2 separate regions of the Sus scrofa genome follow, and region 1 is linked to region 2. The links are chromatin contacts, called in public HiChIP or PLAC-seq maps. All regions are on one chromosome and are shown on one strand. The core of a region is the stretch at or near the end of the contact, and the rest is flanking DNA. Distances in the headings are between cores, read along the strand shown. Region 1 holds the start of EIF2S2 (eukaryotic translation initiation factor 2 subunit 2). Region 2 holds the start of CDK5RAP1 (CDK5 regulatory subunit-associated protein 1).

Evidence for each region. HiChIP or PLAC-seq counts read pairs in DNA pulled down with a chosen protein or histone mark.
Region 1: an H3K27ac HiChIP or PLAC-seq map of alveolar macrophages shows a contact between it and region 2. The contact joins the promoter of EIF2S2 here to the promoter of CDK5RAP1 in region 2. A contact is called at or near these places in 1 of 47 Hi-C or Micro-C datasets (heart right ventricle) and 1 of 2 datasets of contacts at active chromatin or transcription factors (alveolar macrophages).

Annotation. Positions count from the first base shown.
Region 1 is chr17:37,568,941-37,571,640 of Sscrofa11.1, forward strand. It overlaps EIF2S2 (eukaryotic translation initiation factor 2 subunit 2), which reads right to left and starts at 1,329. Exons shown (of 9, transcript XM_001929150.6): 1 at 1,154-1,329. The coding sequence starts at 1,168. It also overlaps a transcript of ASIP not described here.
Region 2 is chr17:36,910,016-36,912,715 of Sscrofa11.1, forward strand. CDK5RAP1 (CDK5 regulatory subunit-associated protein 1) reads right to left here and starts at 1,329. Exons shown (of 13, transcript XM_013985267.2): 1 at 1,063-1,329.

The sequences.
Region 1 (2,700 bases), core at 79-2,578, 660 kb after region 2:
AATCAAATGAGATTGGAATTTCCCCCCACCTCCGAACAAGATCCAAATTCCTTAATTTGGTCTTCAAATCTCTCTATGAACTAGCCAGTATCTATATTTCAACGGATTAACTCTAACCCAATTGGAGAATACACTATATTTTGTAAGCACACTTACTTGCCCTAACCACTCCCTTGCCCTGGCTTCAGGCCTTCCCACTACTTGAGGAAATTTAAAGCATTTCCAAGGCCCACCTTAAAGCCAAAACTCAAAAAAGCCTCGAATTTTTCTTTTTCCTTCTCTACAACGCCTTAGAGGCCAAGCACTCGGAATGTTTACAGTGAATTATAAACTCAAGAGATTTTTTTTTTTTTTTGGTGGAGAAAGCTGGCCGGTAAGCGGTAGCTCTTCCCTCAGTGTTAATAACTACGGATAGCACTTAAAGTCAAATTTCACTTTAAGTCTGGTTTTATATAAACCGAGATAAATCTAGCCAAAAGGGATTTGAGGAAATGTGCTGAGTTACAAGGACGATAGTAGAAAAAGATCCAGGCAGCTTCGGAGCCCGAACTTCCCGCTGACGTCGCAGTGAGCTCTGCTGAGAAAGGCTCAGGGACTCAGGCCCTAAAACTTTCCGAGGTTAATCACTTTTTCAGGCTGAAAGATCTTTTCCTATCTCCCTCGCTTCCCGGTCTTTAAAAAGAAAAGTTATTAATAACGCTCTAGATGAGAAAAGGAGTGGATGAGGGGTAGGACAAGCCAGGCTGCAAAGTTTTAAACGAAGACGCTCCGAGACGTTCCTCTCGGCACCACCAGCGCCCAGCGAGGGAGAGCTGGAGCTGAAGCGTCAAACCGAAAGAAATGCTGGGGCTGCCAGTCCCAGTCTCGTTCAGCTGGGGCATTAACCCAACATTCAAGCCCTCTTCTGGAGAGCGACTCAACGTGCTCTCCAATCCGGAAACGCCGGCCTCAGCGCCGCCGCCCTGACGAGAGCGGGGCTAAGCCAAGCCGCGGCTCCGGGGCTCTAACCGGCTCTACCGCTCAGGGTCGCCTAGGCCCGGCAGCCCCACATGGCGGCGGCCGGTCGCTAGGCCGCAGGCCCGGTCTCCCACACTGGGGTGAGTTTGGCTCCCTGCCTCGGTCCTTAGCCCTAGCGCCAGCCTCAGGCCCTCACCTCGTCCCCGGACATGGCTGCGGCTCGAGTGGGCTCAACACAGACGGAAAGTCGGACGGGTCAGCCTCAGACCCCGGCTTCAGAGCTGCTCCTGCCGATACCTCTCTCACCACCGCACTAGGATCTTGCATCAGCGAAAGGGAACGACACCCCGCCCTCTCCTCGCAAGCGTTAGAAATGCGCCTGCGCAGAGCCCGCCAACGCGCAGGCGCGCGGAGAAGCCGACCTAATTCGCTCCGACTGGCGCGAGTTACCAGGCGACGTTCCAGCGCCAGGCAAGCCGGGACTTGTAGTCCGCCCGGGAGAGGAGGGCGCCTGCGCGGCGGCCGCCCAGCGACCCGTGCGCGTGCGCGACGTCTGAGGCAGCGGGGCAGGAAGGTTCCATTTCCCCGGTAGTGACTTTTACTTCAGTTTTTCCAGGCGTACGGAACTGTGCAGTTCTGCCTTGCTTGTGGAGTGAATTCGGGGCAGTTCCTCCTGGGTCAGGGTGGTGGGTAAGGCACTCAGTAATATGAATTTGTTGGGGCTTTAGTTTTCTCTGATAGCTCCATCATGCCCCCTCTGGAGTGTTCTAGTCTTTGAGAAACTCTAAGTTGGGGCTAAAGGTGCGCACCTCTCTAAGGGGTTGTACTTCATGAGAAATCTAACCCAACAGGCTGGATTTCAGCTTGGGAGGTCGGAAACCAAAAGCCTTCTCCCTGTAGACGGGAGAGGAGAAACGGCTTGGCAAGAGGCATATGTCAGGAAACATCAAAATCCTTGTTTGTGAAGTCTCTGCTTGAACCCTGTGGATGCAGTTCCCCTTGACACATAATAATAGCAGTTACCCTTCAGCAGGCTCTCACTGTTGTCAGTGCCCTACAGCCAAAGACCACGGAGAACACCCCTGAATTTGAACAAAGCTGGGCCTTTTGTCTTCTTGCAAGGAGGGGAGGCACACCATGAGGCACAGAGGGGCATCTCAGGAAGAGGGTGCTAGAAAGAATTCATAGGAGTTCTTTTGGAGGGGCTTTTGTAGGTAATTTGGGGGAGGGTACAAGGAAGCAGCCCTTCTCTCTGGATTGGATGCTATTAGGAGATGGTGGTATTTCTATGACGGGGTATTTTTTTTCTATTTATGGCCACCCTTGTGGCATATGGAAGTTCCCAGGCTAGGGGTTTAATCAGAGCTGCAGCTGCCGGCCTACACCACAGCCACAGCAACGCAGGATCCGAACCAAGTTTGTGACCTACACCCCACCTTACAGCAACACCAGATCTTTAACTCACGAGCGAGTCAGGGATTAACCCGCATCCTCATGGATGCTAGTTGGGTTCGTTAACCACTGAGCCATGACGTGAACTCCAAGGATGGGGTGTTTTAATAGTTCTTATCTAAAAGTGGAGAAGAACCAAGAGTGGCTAAAGCTATGATTGGTTTAAAAGGAGCAGCCCCTCTTATGGTTGGGACAATGTTATTTTTTGTTTGTGTTCAGACATGCTTATAGAGTGGTGTTGGTTTTGTCTTGATCCATCATGGTCACAGAGTGGTTTTGTCTGATATTGGT
Region 2 (2,700 bases), core at 79-2,578:
TAACCCTGGGAGCTGGGAGGTCCCAGAGAGCAGAGAACAAATCTCATTCATTTCTACATTCTTCATATCTCCCATTCTAGAACATGACAGGTGTTTTACACGTAAAATGACATGTGGCCTGTTACTTCTCCAACCTAATCACTTGCCATATGTGGCACCAGCACTTCGGGCAGGAACAATGCCAACCTACTTTCAAGTGACAGAGAACAGCACACTTCTACTGTGAGCTATAAAGTCAACTCTTTCTGCCCTTTAACTTGTGTGACCTTGGGCAAGTCAAATTCATGTCTCTGGGCCTCCAATTCCACCTCTATAAAATAAGGATAAAAATACCTCTCAGAGGTGGTGAGACATAAAGGCATAACTTAATTGCACATCTGCAGCCCATGCCCCCTTTAAGGGTGGGCAAAGAGCATTGTGGTTAAGACCCTAAAATCAGAGTCTGACCCATCTTTGGCCTGGCCAGGTATCTTTGAACACCTGGAAGCTTCTTAAGTTCTGGGAGCTTCCACTTCCTCATGTGTAAAATGAGAAAAATAGTATCTATTATAGAACCTATCTCCGTGTCTGTTGTGAGGATCAAATGTGGTAACATAAATAAAATGCTCGCCTAGCACAACGTAGGGGCCTCTGTGGGGCCCAACATAAATCGGCAGTCGACAAAAACGATGAGACAACAGCCTTGTCTCAATATAAATAAGCAATAAAGCAGCCTATACATCTTACTGGGTGACTACAATGTGTCAGAAGCGGTATTGAGCGCTTCACGTGGATTATCCTATTTAATCCTCACACAACCAGGAGGCAGGTTCTATCACCGCCACTTCACAGGTGACAAAGCTAAGGCTGGAGGGGAAGAGGGGTGACTTGGCCAAGATCACAAATGAGTAAGCAAGGGGCTAGGGTGCGAATTACAACAGTCTGATTCCAGAGAACGCGCCATAACCACTGCTCTATCCTCCCCTTGAACACCGCGCATTCCTGGGGCCCCCCTGCCCCTCCAGCTCCATACGCGGCCCGTGGGCCTGGGCACAGGCCACTTTCTCCCGGGGCACCGCTCACCTCCCGCAGTCAGAGTGACTGGCGTCTAACGGCTGAAGAACCTCTCAGCTGCCCCAGATCCCGGTTCAGCAGTCTGCGACTGCGCACGCTCACGCGCAACTTCCGTTCCTCCGCGATTTCGGTCCGGGATGTTCCGGCGGAAGTGCGTTACTGTGCCCTCCGGGTGGGTCCAAGCTCCCGGCCTGGAAGTCCCTGCGCTGAACCGTTTGATAACTTCTATCCGGCGTGCAGCAACGACGCGCTTGAAATGTGGTGAATGCAAATTAAATGTGTTCTAAATATAAAATACACACCGGATGTCTAAGAAGGAATGCAGCCTGTCTCGTCAATAATTTTATATTGATTATGTACTGAGATAATATTTGGAATTTGGAAGGCTAAATATATTATTTTAGTTTCACCTATGGAGTTCTCTTGTGGCGCACAGATTTAGGATCCCGCCTTGTCACTGCAGCGGCTTGGGTTGGTGCTGTGGCACAGGTTCCATCCCTGGCCTGGAAAATTCCACATGCCGTGGTTGCAGGGGGAAAAAAAAAGAAAAAAAATAGTTTCACCTGTTTCTTTTTACTATTTTAATGTGACTGCTGCTTTTCAGGGCTGCACCTGCAGCATATGGAAGTTCCCAGACTAGGGGTTGAATCAGAGCTGCTGCTGCGGGCCACAGCCACAGCTACAGCCACAGCCACACAGAATCCAAACTGCATCTGTGGCCTATACCACAGCTAATGGCAACACCAGATTCTTAACCCACTGAGCCAGGCCAGGGATCTAACCCAAGTCCTCATGGATACTAGTCCAGTTCATTACTGCTGAGCCACTACAGGAACTCCGACTACTGGGAAATTTTTAATTATGTGGCTCATTTTCTATTTCTATTGCATACTGCTGTGTTATGGGTTAAAGCATGAACTCCCCCTGGAGTTACAGACCCCTACTTCCCCTGCCTACCAGGTACATCCCCTTGAGTGCCTATCGACCATCTCTAACTTAATACAAAACTCTAATTTCTCACACACATCCTCATGCAAAACCTGTGCCTGCCCAGTCTTGCCCATCTCAATAAATGACCCAAACATCCTCCCAGTTGCAGTAGAGGAACCTGAGTCATTTTTGTTCCCTCTCCCTCAGCCTCTGCACTCAGTCTATCTGCAAGTTCTGTCAACTCTATTTCTAAAATATCTCAAATCTGGAGTTCCCATCATGGCTCAGTGGTTAACAAACCCGACTAGCATCCATGAGGATGAAGGTTCAATCCCGTGCCTCTCTCAGTGGGTTAAGGATCCGGCATTGCCGTAAGCTGTGGTGTAGGTCACAGATATGGCTCGGATCCCATGTTGCCGTGGCTGTGGTGTAGGCTAGCAGCTATAGCTCCGATTCGACCCCTAGCCTGAGAACCTCCATATGCCATAGGTGCAGCCCTAAAAAGACAAAAACATAAAAATAAAATATCTCAAATCTTTCCACTTCCCATTCTTCCCCTTCTGCAACTCCAGCCCAGGCCACCATCATCTCCTCACAAACAGTTGCAATAAGGGAGTTCCCACTGTGGCTCAACTGGTTAAGAACTCTACAGAGTATCCATGAGGATGTGCTTCAATCCCTGACTCTGCTCAGTGGATTAAGGATCCCGTGCTGCCA